Regions from separate parts of the Mus musculus genome. Here region 2 is linked to region 1. A link is a contact called in public Hi-C data. All regions are on one chromosome and are shown on one strand. Each heading gives the region's core, a stretch centred on a gene start, on an enhancer-like site or on the middle of the called end of the contact. The rest is flanking DNA. Distances are from core to core; before and after follow the strand shown.

Region 1 (6,499 bases), core at 1,700-4,199:
TGTATTGAGACAGTGTGCTGAGTCTGGTTCTTCCAGGGATGGCTTGGTTTCCTTCAGCTTCGAGCCACCCTGAGCCACTGAGATCCCTTCAAGTCCTTGCCCAGAACCTCTGAGAGCTTTCATTCATCCACAGGATGCCTGGTTTTTCAGCCTTCCAAACTCAAGGGCTCCCTACTGGGAAAACCCTACTCCTTTAAGTTTGGTCTCCATGTGGGTAACATAGGAAAGTCTCCCATCTTGAGAGCTATTTGCCACATGGGGGCGCCATATTCCCCAAGACGGGGGTGTAGACATCTTCTGGAGTCATGGTCCTGCTAATCAAAGCATGTAATTAGGGTCATATTGAAATACCCCATATTATCTCATGCACATCTCTTGCTACGTAGAGGGAAACCGAGGCCCAAAGAGATTCCTAAGTGGCTCCTCTGGATCCCATGAGGCTCCTTGGCAGAACAGGTCCCAGGCTCCCTGCCCAGGTCTGTGTCCACGACACCATGCCACGTGGCTCCCTCAATGAAAGACTTTGAACTCTCCAAAGCCTTTCTTATCCCCGGGGCTCCTCTGATCCTCATGCCCTGCTGGGTCCGGGCACACAATGCCTTCTGCTCTGGAACTGGTATGAACTTGTCTTCACCCTCTTCTCTCCCTGGGAGGCTGAGAGGATCAGAGAGCTCTGGGCAGGGGCCTGGGGAAAGAGGAGAGAAGGGAAGAGAAGGCGAGGGAGACCGCATCCTGCGCTCTGATCCTTTGGAGCCGGGGAGGCGTTGCTCACTGAAGGTGCCATTGAAGATGGGCTCACTGCGTGATACAGGCGGGACACGAGACAGGTGGGACGACAAAGCTGGTGGCAGAAGAGAAGCAATATGCCACAAGTTTGAGAGTCTCTGGGCAGCCTGTGGCAGCGTTGGTCCTGGTAGAGGTATGCTCGTGTTTGCTGTCTGTCTATCTGCTCCAGAGCGTGGGCAGTTCCCTATTTGGAGTTGATAGCTGTCCATTGGACTGCAGGGGCCCCAGCTGCTACATGTCTCTACGCCTCTAGTACAGTGGTTCCCAACCTGTGGGTTGTGATCCCTTTGGGTTCAAACAACCCTTTCACAGGGGTCACCTAAGACCATCAGAAAACAGATATTTACATTATGATTCGTAACAGTAGCAAAATTAGTTATGAAGTAGCAATGAGAATAGTTATGGTGGGGGCGGTCACCACAATATGAAGAGCTGAATTAAAGGGTCTCATCACTAGCAGGGTGTCCTGGATACAAAGTCCTTGCCATCGCAGGGAACTGAGGCAGCAGACAGACAGATGGACACACACAGGAGCCTTTTCAAGTGAGGTTCGCCTCTATCCCATTTGTCAAAGGCAGTCATCCAGACAGGCCCAGAACCAGAGACAAGAAACCTGAAAATGGATAAGACAGAAAGGTACAATTATAGAGGGATGGTTGATACAGCAGGCTGCATGGCCTTTCTCTGAGCCATAAATAATATTAGAAAGTAGAGAATGTGGAGTCCAGGGGAACCAGACTCCTCAATACATCTTTTTCTGGGCCAAACTAGCTGCAGTGTCTCCTGCTATCACATACACATCCCAGACACCAGGATAGAAGGTGAATTAGGAGCATGCTTTCCTTGTAAAACTGACTTCCTTTGGGTTTTTATGTAACAGTTCAGCTTGTATCTACTGACAAACTCAACACGGCCACTCCAGCCAGTAGAGAGGTTAGGGAAGTGTAGTCTTTTAATTGGGCACGGTGTGCTTAACTACGAACTCGCATTTTGCTCCTGTCTGAAAGATTGACTGTTGGGAAGGAGGCTGAAGGAAAAAGAGTCTGGGAAGAGAGAGGGCTAGCTTGCCCAAAGCCAGCCAGCCAGCCTTCCTGCCTGCCTGTCTTCCTTCCTTCCCTCCACATACCAATTAACATTACTGAGGCACACATTGTTCCAGGCACTGGGGGTAAGGGTTGAACGTGTGTGAGGCAGAGAGGAGACAGGGATGGTGTCCCTGAACAGGTGACATTGGAGTGGAGACTCAAATGAAGATGAGACCATTGATCTCTGGTGGATGGGAGGCAAGAGGTTTCTCAGCAAAGAATCAGGAGCCAAAAACCCCAGGGGTGGGAACCTCGGTATATTGGGGAACATAAAGAGACAGAATAGATGGTGTCTGGGAGAAGGGAGATGGTGAAAAGAGCGATGCCAGACAGGGCCTCCACAGCAGGGTCGGGCATCTGTGGAGTCATCTCCATCTGGGGGCAAGGGCAGGAGATGGTTCTGGGGCCTGCAAGGCCATTAGGCCTGGGCCTGGGGTGGGGCCTCAGACAGTCCAGTGAGTGGCTGCCTCTCCCCATGGCGCCTTAGCTCACTGCCTCTTCTCAACTGGGAATGGATGGCCAAAAGTGGGTTTTTCCTTGATCCTCAGCACACAGGAAGTGAGGTGTGGCCTCCTGCCTCTGGCCAGGCAGCATCCTAGCCTTCTGCCTCTCTGACCTATGCTGGCATCTAGGACTAGAAGCCAGTCCTTCATTTAGCCTGTGGGGACCACCTTGTAGTATCACCTCATGCAACCTCGGAAGTCCCTTTTCAGCCCCTTCATAACTTAGGGAAGAAACATGACTCATAGGGAGAATTCAGCTGGCCCAAGCCCCTGCCAGGAAGGGACAGGCTTTCCCCATTCTCCCCAGGTCTTGCTGGAGGCCAGCAGGCCCCCTGGCCACCTGCTGCAGGAAAGCAGGCTGCCCAGCTTCCCCCACCTCCTCTGTGCTCTGCCCCCTGGGGCTCCATCTCCTGGCAAGGGTCACAGGGTACCACTGACCCCATAGCCTCCTGGCGTGCCCGTCTGATAATTGAAAATACCAGAATTCCCAGATGTCCAACTTCCAAGGTAACCTGACCCAGCGTGGGCGCGGCAGCAGGAGGGGCCCGGACAGCTTCTAGCCTGTGCCTTTTCTCATTGCTAATCTCTGGATTCCGAGAGAGGGGCCAGCTCCCCAGCCAGCCTTGATCATCTTCCTGGCAGATCTCATCTCCTCACCACGCCTGGGTCACGGGGCTTAGGGGCTCAGAGCCCAGGATCTGCCTGAAACCCAAGCCTGCTACAGCCCAGACCCTTCAAGCCCGTGGGAGCTGCCATGGCTGGAGGGGGGTGGATTGGCTTCAAGACTACAGTCTGGAGCTTAGGATGTCCTTACAAACCCTCTGCAGCATCCCTGGTCTGCCATTATCGCCACAAGAAAGCTGATTGGCCCCGAGTTTGCCTGGGTTTGAATCTTGGCTCCATTGCTTGACTTCAGGCAGGTTTCTCCATAACTCCTGAGTTCATTCCCTCATCTGTAGAGTGGGTATTATAAATGCCCAACCCACAGATGACATGTGTTATCTGAGTTAGTGACCCTGTGGGTGTCAGAAACCAGGGCCTCCTCTGGGTGGGTATCTTGAGTCCACAGGGTCTCCAGGAAAGAGAGCTGAGTGGACAGAGGTGCAGGCAGCCATCTTCTTCAGGCCTTCTGTCATACCCCAGGCCCTTCAGGACAAGGACAGACTCCAAAGGCTGGGCCCACTTGCCTTGGCTACATGGTCCTACCCCTCCTCTCAAGAGCCCACCCTGTGGCTTCAGCTAGAGGGACTGTGGGCAGAGTCCTGCCTGCACACAGTCCTTGAGGGGTGGAATGGACCACATGCCCCACCAGGCTCACTGCTATGGACCCACCCACCCTCTGCTGTGTGACCTTGGACAAATCACTCACCCCCCTTCTCTGTGCATGCTTGGGAGTCCGGATTCCCAGGTACACCACATCTGAGACCTGCAGGATCAGTGGCTGGGGTGGGAAGGCAAGGTGTGGTCTGTCCAGGTCTCCCAGTTACACTGGCACCGGCTGAGAAGAGGCAAACAACAGGAGATTCCAGAAGCAGCCACCGGGGGGCCCTGGCTCTGGGTGGAGTCTCTGGTTCCTTGGTACAGAGCCTAGTGTGGTGCTGGCTGGGGGTGGGGAGAAGAGCTTGGGGGGGGGGCCTCACTAGACAGAAATGAGCCCACTTTCTTCTATGAGTCTGTATGGCCCTGAACGGCCAGGTGGCGCGGCTTCTCCCTGGAGGGATGCTGGCATTCCCAAAATTATTTCCCAGTCCTCACACACACACACACACACACACACACACACACACACACACACATACACACACCTTCCATAGCATCAAGCAGAGATGTGGAAGCTGAGGCTCCCAGTAGTGAAAGACCCCATCCAGGTCACAGGTCAGCGAGCCGTGTGGGGATGAATAGGCCGATCAGGTCAACATGTATGACATAGCGTCAGCGTGTTTCCTGTACCTCATCTAGTTCCACAACACTGTCACAAGCCCCCTAGAGAAGCCCCAGCCCCCACCATGGTCTGGAATTCCCTATTGGTCCTTTCTCTGGTCCCTGACCCCCCCACCAACCTGCTCTCTGACCCTGTCCTCACTGGCCCCATGGCTCTCGTGCTTCTAAAATAAGTTGTACTTCCTCATGCCTGCTTTGACCCCTGACCTCTGACCTCTCTTGCAGCACCATCGGCCGTGTCCATCATGCACCAGGTGAGCCGCACTGTGGACAGCATCACCCTGTCGTGGTCCCAGCCAGACCAGCCCAACGGTGTGATCCTGGACTACGAGCTGCAGTACTATGAGAAGGTAGCCGTGTGCCCACTGGCTCTGCCTCCCCAAACGCCCCTCTCCCAGTCTAGGCCTGGTGTGTACTCTCCTGCCAGCCTCAGGCTCAGCCTGCCGGACTCTCCGTTGCCTCTCCTGCCCCTGCTGTGAGATCTTAGGCAGGTGCCTTGCCCTCTCATTGTTCTGGTCCAGGGGACGGGCTGTCTGTCTGAACGATATGCCACCTTCATTCAGACCTATTACTGTCGAGACCTCTTCAGTCTTGACCTCAGAGGCCTGAGTTTGAGATAAACTGTTTTTCAAAACAAAACAACAAAACTGGTCTTCACCGGTTGAAAGCATCTGTCTATACCCTATGCGGGGTGGACCCCTAGAAGGGCCTCTGGGAAAGATGGACTTCTGATCAAACTAAGGTGTCAGTGACTAACAGGAAACCCACAGTTGAGGGGATCCCACAATGGGTTGACAATGAAGAGAAGGGCTCTTCCTATAGGCTGAGGGAAGAAAGCCAGACTTCCTCTAAGGCCCTCTGAGTCTACCGTGGCTTTGTCTCCACCCAGGCACCTTGGACTGCATAGACGGATTTCTCTCTGATCTTTTAGAATAGACTCCACTCCTCTTTGAGAGACCTGTGGCTGGAAGCCACGCATGTAAGACAAACAGGCAGAATCAATTTGCATCCTCAGGCAGTCAAACTTTGCCCTGGGGGGGGCCTCCATCTCCACCTGGGTGGATGGCAGAGGAGACTGCCACTCCATGAGGAGGAAGAAGGGGCAGACACCAGCACCAAGCATGTCCCTGGTCCCCTGCAGAGGTGAATGTGTGGGCTCCCTGCTCTCCTGCCTGTCTCCTACAGGGTGGGCTAGTATTTCAGGACAGTGCCACATGGGACCAGAGACCGTGAGCGCCACATAGCACAGGCCTCCAGGAGTGGACATAGCAGTTGGCCTCCCGTAGGGATAAACACCAGAGGCCCTGTAACCTGGTGCCTAGACCTAGAATTCCTCTTCCTTCTACCCATAGAGACCACAAGGACCCCAGAGAAAGGTGCCTAGGACTTCTGTTCAGACTAAGCTGCTGGTAAATGGTTGATAGAAAGCCCTTTGTTGGGGGTGAGCTCATAGTGAGCAGGAAATGATGGGGGGGTGTCATGCTGTTGGGGCTCAGGGACTGTGGCAGCTAGGCCTGCGGAAACCCACTCTCTGAGACCCCCGCCTAGTCCCCATCAGCCTCTGGGTTAGCAGAGATCTGTTTGTCACCTATTAACCCTGTCTCATTCATGCGCTCCTCATGATCATGGACTTCCCCCCTGCATATCCCAGTGTCCTGTGCTGCTGTCAGGAGCCACCTCTCTCTCTGGTCATCACCTTCTCCCCAGAGCTCTAAGCTGAAGCCTAGAGAAACCCAGTAGATGAGTTGAGTGAAAGAATGAAAGACCCCACCCCCACCCCCCACATCACTACAGTGCCCAGCTATCTTAATCAGCTGTCTCCCCTCAGAGAAGCCTGCACCCCCCCCGCCCCAACTCCTACCCCAGCCCCAGCTTTTGACTTCTCCATCATATTCTTCCCTCCCTGGTCTCTTATCCCTGCCTATCAGCATCTTCAGGGTACCAGGAAACACCATCACTTCTACCAGCCTTGAGCATCTTCCCACAGCCTCTGCCTCTTCTCTGGAAAGCCCACATGCTGGCAGCAAAGGGCCTGGTCTCCCTAGGGTGCGAATGATGAATGAGAGCATTGTGTGGATGGAGCAGAGAGTGAGGGATGGAGCTCATGAATGAAACAAAAACCAGAGGCAGGCTGGCCACTTGGGCCAGTCACTTCCTGCCCCTCACCACCCCAGCCAGCCCCAG
Region 2 (6,499 bases), core at 2,677-5,176, 96 kb before region 1:
TTCAGCTACAGGGTCAGAGGCCAGATTGCACTTCATAAGACCTGTCTTTAAAAAAGAAAAAACATCTGTACTAATCACATACAGACTGTTTTTTTTTTTTTTTTTTTTTGCTCTGGCCCTCCCCAGCAATGAGGTTTGAGGGCTTCCACAGCTCTTGTATTGTCTTCCATATTGTCAATGGAGAGATGACCTCAAATTCCTGGAAGGAGCCCATGGGTTCTGTGCAGACCTCTTTGCTTTTGCTCTTGAGTAGAAGGAACTCCGGCACCTGAAATCTGGGTATCCGTGGAGTTCCCGGAGCCAGTACCCCCCAGCCACTGAGCGACAGCTGTCCGGTGTTTAAGCCGTCTTCATGCCTCCGAGGGTGTCTGCTGGAAGAAGTCACTAGGCAGCCAGGAGGATGGTGTGATGCGGGATGAGCCTGGGAGGCCTGATGATGGGGTAGAGGTGAGGCTGGCGGTTGTGACGTCGCCCGCCTCAGTCCAGCCTGCCAGGTGCTTGCAGTCCATTGGAGAGGCTAATAAGAAACCCGCTGTCGGGGCTGGTGAGATAGCTCAGTGGGTAAGAGCACCCGACTGCTCTTCAGAAGGTCCGAAGTTCAAATCCCAGCAACCACATGGTGGCTCACAACCATCCGTAATGAGATCTGACTCCGTCTTCTGGAGTGTCTGAAGATAGCTACAGTGCACTTAAATATAATAAATAAATCTTTAAAAAAAAAAAAAGAAAAAAAAAAAGAAACCCGCTGTCCCAGGGCTGAGTGACACACCTGTGATCAGGGGTTCATCCTGTTCACCCGTGGACCCGTGGTGGCATCTCAGAGGAGATGACATTGGAAATGGACAGAAGACCACAAGTTTAAGTGCCCCATACAGGTTAGGAGGGCTAGAACCGTCTCAGGGAAAGTCATGGTGTCTAGAAGAACAGGTGTGAGCTCTACCCAAGGTGAGGGGTGGAGGGGAGATGAAAATTGTTTTATATTTTTGTTTGCATTTGTCTTTTGTACTTGTTTTTGAGACAGGGTCTCACTATGTAGCCCTGGCTAGCCTCAAACTCTCTACATAGACCAGGCTGGCCTCAGACTCATAGAAATCTGCCTACCTCTGCTTCCTGAGTGCTTCTGTGATATGTGTACTGTGTGTCTGTGTCTGTGTGTCTGTGTGTAGGTCAGAGGACAACTTGCAGGAGTCTGTTCTCTGCCTCCACCATGTGGGAATCAAAATCAAGGGATTAGTCTTAGTGGCAAGGCTAATTTTACTGGCCCAACAAAATATTTTGATATTTGGTAACTACTCTGTGTAAATGGCTGGGCCCTGGTAACTCTCTCTCTCTGTCTAAGCTTTGTTCTCTGAAATGCCCATGAATACTAACAGTTCTCCCTCAAGGAGTTGGCCACCTTAGGATCTCCAGATGGAGTACTAACAGGAGTAAGTAGGTGCACACAGTAGGTGTGCACAATAATGCCCCCAACTGAGATTTCATAACTACTCACTGGATAGGAATGATGTGTGGATTTATTTAAGCCAACGTGTTTATGAAGAGGCACCCAGATGCACTGGGAAATCTCTGGGATTTAGTTTCTGATTTGCTGTGTGACCCTGGATAAGTCACTTAACATTTCAGAATTTACGTTTCCTGTATGCAACCACCCTAATGAAGCGCCCCTGGGGTTGTTGTGGGAACGAAAGGAACTCTTAATGTGTCCAGGCCATCGGTCCCTGCCTCCCTTCCTTCCCTTCCTCGGCAAGCCCTGGTATTCATTTACCGCCCACCCCACCCCCAGCAACCCTGTCCCAGACCCCCATCCATCATCCTGTCCTTGGCGGAGGTTAAGTGGGTCCCTAAGCAGCGAATCCAAACTCCCCCAAAGCTTGGGCAGCACAATGCGGCCCGCTGTTAGTGAGTAGCCCGGCTGGCCCGCCGGATTGGATTTCAGCCGGGGCAGCCGGCGCTGGCGGATGCCCAGGCCAGCGGCAGGCAGGCTGGGGACATGGTGCAGGAGCTGGCGTCAAGGGGACTCCTCCACCCGAGCCTGAGAAAACACAAGCATGCTCCAGGCAGGCAAGGGCCGGGAGCAGCGTGACAGGCAAGAGGGCTGCATAAGGATTTTACATTAGTGGGGTCCCCTTTCCTCGAGCCCAAGGGCCAAGCCGGCAATGCTGGGGAAACAGCGCGATGCCTGCTGGCAGGTTTCACACTAGGAAATCAGAACCTTCCAGGAGCTGGCTCAGGGTTTCTCCAGCATCGTCCCCCAGCTGGCCTTACACTTGGCCAACAGCCCTCTCATCCTCCATACAGAGGAGAGGTCTCTGGAAGGCTGGGCAGGCTGGCCTGAGTTCAAATCCCAGCTCTGCTTCTTTCTGGCTGTGTGACTGCAAGCAGGTCCCTGGGCCTCTCTGGGTTCAGTCTTCTCATTTCTGTCATGGGCAAGGACAGGGCCACCTTCCAGAGTGTGAGAAGGCATGGCACTGAAGGCTCTGATGGAGGGAAGCCATAATTCCCCATCCCCTTTTGGGAGGCAATGTGGCCTGGTGGCTTCTGGGATTGAACCAAAAAGGCCCAATTTTGTTTTGCCTCTTGTTGACCTTGTAGGAGTCCTTGGTGGCTCTGTGCCTCAGTTTCCCCATAAGTTTGCTATGGGATAACAGTGAGATGATACTTATGAAGTACCTGCCAGAGGTGACCTCCTTGGGCATTAGCCATCATCCTTGTAGATTCTATATGTCCTAGTTCTTGGCACATTGCTCCATGCAAGGCAGGCTAGTATTGCTAGCACTTGGGAGGCTAAAGCCAGAGGATCATATGTTTGAAGACCACCCAGCTACATATCAAGTTTAAGGCCAGCCTAGGCTACCTAGCACGACCCTATCTCAAAAAAGGAGGTTAGAAACAAGCCAACAGGCTTTGTACCCAGCAAATCCCCCCTCATTTCCTCAAAGCCCCGCAGTGAGAGACTAGAGCAAGGGCTTATTCAGCCCCATTTCATAGATGAGAAAAATCAAGGCTCAGAGAAGCAAAGAGACCAGCCTGTTGGTGGCCTTGAGTTTACTCCCCAGTTCTTGGCCTCCTCTTAGAAGTCCTCATCTTGGCCATGGAAAGAGCCTTCTGGCTCCCAGCCACTGATGGCTGTGCCTGGCTTCTCACCAGGCTGTGCAATGCCATCCAGGCCTAGATTCAAGTCACCTCTGCCCCATAGGCAGGCAGGTACAGTAGGAGCTGTGAGCAGGGTACAGGGCAGTGCATGTCACATGGGCCCCTGGCAGGCTGACTGACTGGGCTGTGGGAGCTGGAGCAAAGGCCTCTGGGTACAGCTACTGCGGATCTATTCGTCTTCAGCCTCAAGCCCCTGCCACAGCCTGATCCCAGCTCTGACTTCATCCCCTATACCAGGGTTGTTCCTTAGCTCTTGGGTGTCAGGACAGGCCATATCACACTCTCCAGGAGTCCTCCATGGCTCCCTGATGCCCATGGCTCTGATCCAAACTCCTCAGGCCTGCATCCAAGGACCTCTACATTCTAGCTTCTCCCTACATGTCTCCATTGCAGTGAGGTATAGCCTTGAGCCTGCTGCAAGCTGATCACCTATTTAACCAGTGTCCAGATGCCCCATCTTGTCCCACCTGTGTGTGAGCCCTCTCCACCCATCGTGGCTGCTTCTTCCTCTGAGACGCCTCTGCTAGTTCCATAGCCAGAGCTGATTTTCCCGTGCATGACCCAGTTCTTCAGCCTGGACCAGCCACTCCGCTGCTTCTCCCTGCCTGCCGTGAGTTCATCTGTCGGGCACGAGTCTGGGTGCTCCTCCAGGCAAGGACCCGTGGGTCGGTCTCCGCATCGAAGTCCTTGGCACAGGCTAAAGGAATCAATGTTCACTGAATGACTGTGACTCTGCTCCTACCCCAGCCAGAGGGGGAACAGCCAAGGACAGCTGCCAGGAAGAAGCAGGAGAATGAGCCAAGCTAACAGAGCAGGAAGGGCCAAGCATTCCAGGGAGAACATTCTGGAAGAGTCAAGTCATCAAGTCTTAGAGTAGCGTTGTGTCTTCGGCAAGCAGGATAACTGGACCCTTGAGAGATGGAAAAGATGGCCTGTGGGGGTAACTAGCTTAGCCGATGTCAGGAGCATGGGGTGGGTTTACTGCAGGGTGAGCTAGAGCTTTATCCTGTAGCCTCTTAGGGTTGGTGATGGGATGTGGGTTTTAGATTTGCCACCAACTGCCCTGTCCAGAGACAGTGTTCCCCCCTGGTGCCAGGCTCTCGGTGCTGAGGCTATAGTGAACCAGCAGATACAGGTCTCACTCAAATGAGGAGGGATCCAAGAGGGCTGACCATGTGGCTCAATCCTTAGTGGCACAGAAAACCACGTGTGGTGACACATGTCTGTGGTCCTGCCACTTGGAAGGTGGAGACAGAAGGATCGAAGGGCAAAGCTACATAGCCAGTTTAAGACTAGCCAGGATCTGGTGAGACTTTGTCTCAAAAACAATGGGGGCTCCTAAAGATATCACATCACTTGTGCTACATGATCCGTTTATATGATGCAAAAAATGAGGTCCAGAGAGGAGACCACTTTCCTGACACTAGAAAGTGCTGAAGCCAAGGGTCTACCTGGGTCATCTGTGCCTCCTCCCCTCCTGTTCACTCGGCTTGAGAATACGTGCACACACACACACACACACTCGCAAGTGTGCAGTAGCGATTTTTCTTGTTCTGTTTTGTCTCATTTTTGTGGCTACAGCCCTATCATCTTAGAAATAACACAGATGTAGGGATGGACAGAAGTGGACTCATAAGCTAGTGGCCACTTTTCCATCTCTGACACCAGCCCTCTCATCTGTAAAGTGGGTCCCATGGAATGGACTCTGTAAGTTGTCCTGAACCTGAAATGGTGCCAACCTTTAATATACCCTAAGTGCATAAGGAACATCCCCTCCTCCTGTCCCTTGGACTCTCACATACCAGTACAGATGGAGAGTCTGAGAATTCCAACCCAACACGGGCTGGGGCAGAGCTGATGAGGTGGGTTGAGGAGCAGGGGCATCCATCTACCCCAGCCTGGGAGCAGGGGCCCCGCGCAGCCACCTCCCGTCGGCCTGATGCTAACGACTTCAGTGTGTCTCCTCTTTTAGTTCAAATATTTCTGAAATGCATACTGCTCATTCACACGTAGCCGGAGGGGCCGGCGGGCCTCCCCAGCCTGTGCAATCAGGGCCTCCTGATTGCTTTCTTCTGTGCAGTCTCCAGGAAGCAGAGGGGGTGCGGCAGAGCAGGGCTGGGGCCAACGCCACTCCCGTGGCCCAGACCCTGTTTTCTCCAGAGGAACACTCTGGCTTGAGTTTTTGCCTGATGTGGAGAGTTTGTGTGGCCTCACTTTCCCCATAGATCCGTTGAGGGTCTTTGTTGTTACCCTTTTGTTTTTAATGGCACTTCAGTTGGTCAAGGCCTGGTAAGTGGAGATGTGCGGACAGATGAACAGCTGTGTCAGGCAGGAGATGAGCAGGTGAGGATGTGGGCTGTTGGGTGTGGTCCAGCGCAGGGGCTTGGCAAGCTGCTGCCCTTCAGCAGGCAACCCTGCTCCAACCCAGGCCCCGCACTCAGAGCTCAGCCGCCAGCGGTGTCACCCAGTTGGCTCCACCTCCACTGGCTCCTCCGTGCCTCTGCCTCTGGTGTCCCGCCTCCTGGTCCTTTGTCATAGTTTTTTGTCAACTTGACACAAACCTAGTCATACTTGGGAAGAGGGAATCTTAGTTGAGGGATCGTCTCCCTCAAATCGGCCTGTAGGCGTGTCTGTGGAGCATTTTCTTGATTGGTAATTGATGTGGGAGGGCCCCCGCCCCCGCCCATTGTAGGTGGTGCCATTCATAGGCTATGAGAAAGTTCGCTGGCCACGCTGGTTCCTGCCTTGAGTTCCTACTTGGTTTCCTTTCGTGATGGACTGTAAGCCAAATAAAACCTTTCTTCCACAAAGTTGGTTTTGGTCAGTATTTTATCATAGCAATAGAAAGCAAGGCCACCCACCCATCCACCCCAAGCCACCCGGAATTGGCTGGCTCCCTCCTAATTGGCTCTCAAGCCTCCACTGGGCTTCGCTCCTTCCAGGAAGCCATCCCCACAACCCATGGCATACCTCACACAGTCTGAGCTGCGGTCCTCTCCATATCCCCATAGTGATTAATTATCTGTACGGAGTGGCAACAGCTTCCGCGTGCAGGCGAGGGATTGCCGTCAGCGCCACGTGTGTGAGGATGAGGACTGAGGGAACCCAGTGGCCCCTAGAGTGTGGGCAGTGAGGCGGTATTAGGGGATGGACCCTTGGATTGGTAGTTCTCAAATCTCGTTTCCCTCTTCTAATGCCAGAGATACTGATTTTTCCATTTCTAATAATGAGGTCTTTTTTTTCCTCTTTAAAATGTACTTAAGGGAAAAAAAAAGTCAATTGGAAGGAAAATAGTAAATGAATCATAGCCGTCCTAGCTCAGGTTGGAGGTCGGAAGGCCGAAGTC

What was found. Hi-C and Micro-C count contacts between places; a contact is called where the count stands out from the background.
Region 2: a contact with region 1 is called in a Hi-C map of uterus, with 2.0 times the contacts expected there. The contact joins two enhancer-like sites. A contact is called at or near these places in 1 of 39 promoter capture datasets (embryonic stem cells), 24 of 484 Hi-C or Micro-C datasets (8-cell embryo, the HPC-7 cell line, colorectal tumor organoids and 9 more), 6 of 115 datasets of contacts at active chromatin or transcription factors (embryonic stem cells, heart atrium and stem cell-derived neural progenitor cells) and 1 of 9 other capture datasets (adipose tissue).

Annotation. Positions count from the first base shown.
Region 1 is chr4:136,682,086-136,688,584 of GRCm38.p6, reverse strand. Ephb2 (Eph receptor B2) reads left to right here. Exons shown (of 16, transcript NM_010142.4): 6 at 4,541-4,665. Among named protein-coding and RNA genes, the nearest start is that of Lactbl1, 63 kb to the right of the region's middle. Within about 2 kb of position 2,949, at least 27 of the 459 cell types and tissues checked have an H3K27ac peak or open chromatin away from gene starts, as enhancers often do. A contact at or near this core is called in uterus, where this site is marked.
Region 2 is chr4:136,779,403-136,785,901 of GRCm38.p6, reverse strand. All of the region lies in intron 1 of Ephb2 (Eph receptor B2), which reads left to right. Among named protein-coding and RNA genes, the nearest start is that of Gm52708, 17 kb to the left of the region's middle. Within about 2 kb of position 3,926, at least 67 of the 459 cell types and tissues checked have an H3K27ac peak or open chromatin away from gene starts, as enhancers often do. A contact at or near this core is called in uterus, where this site is marked.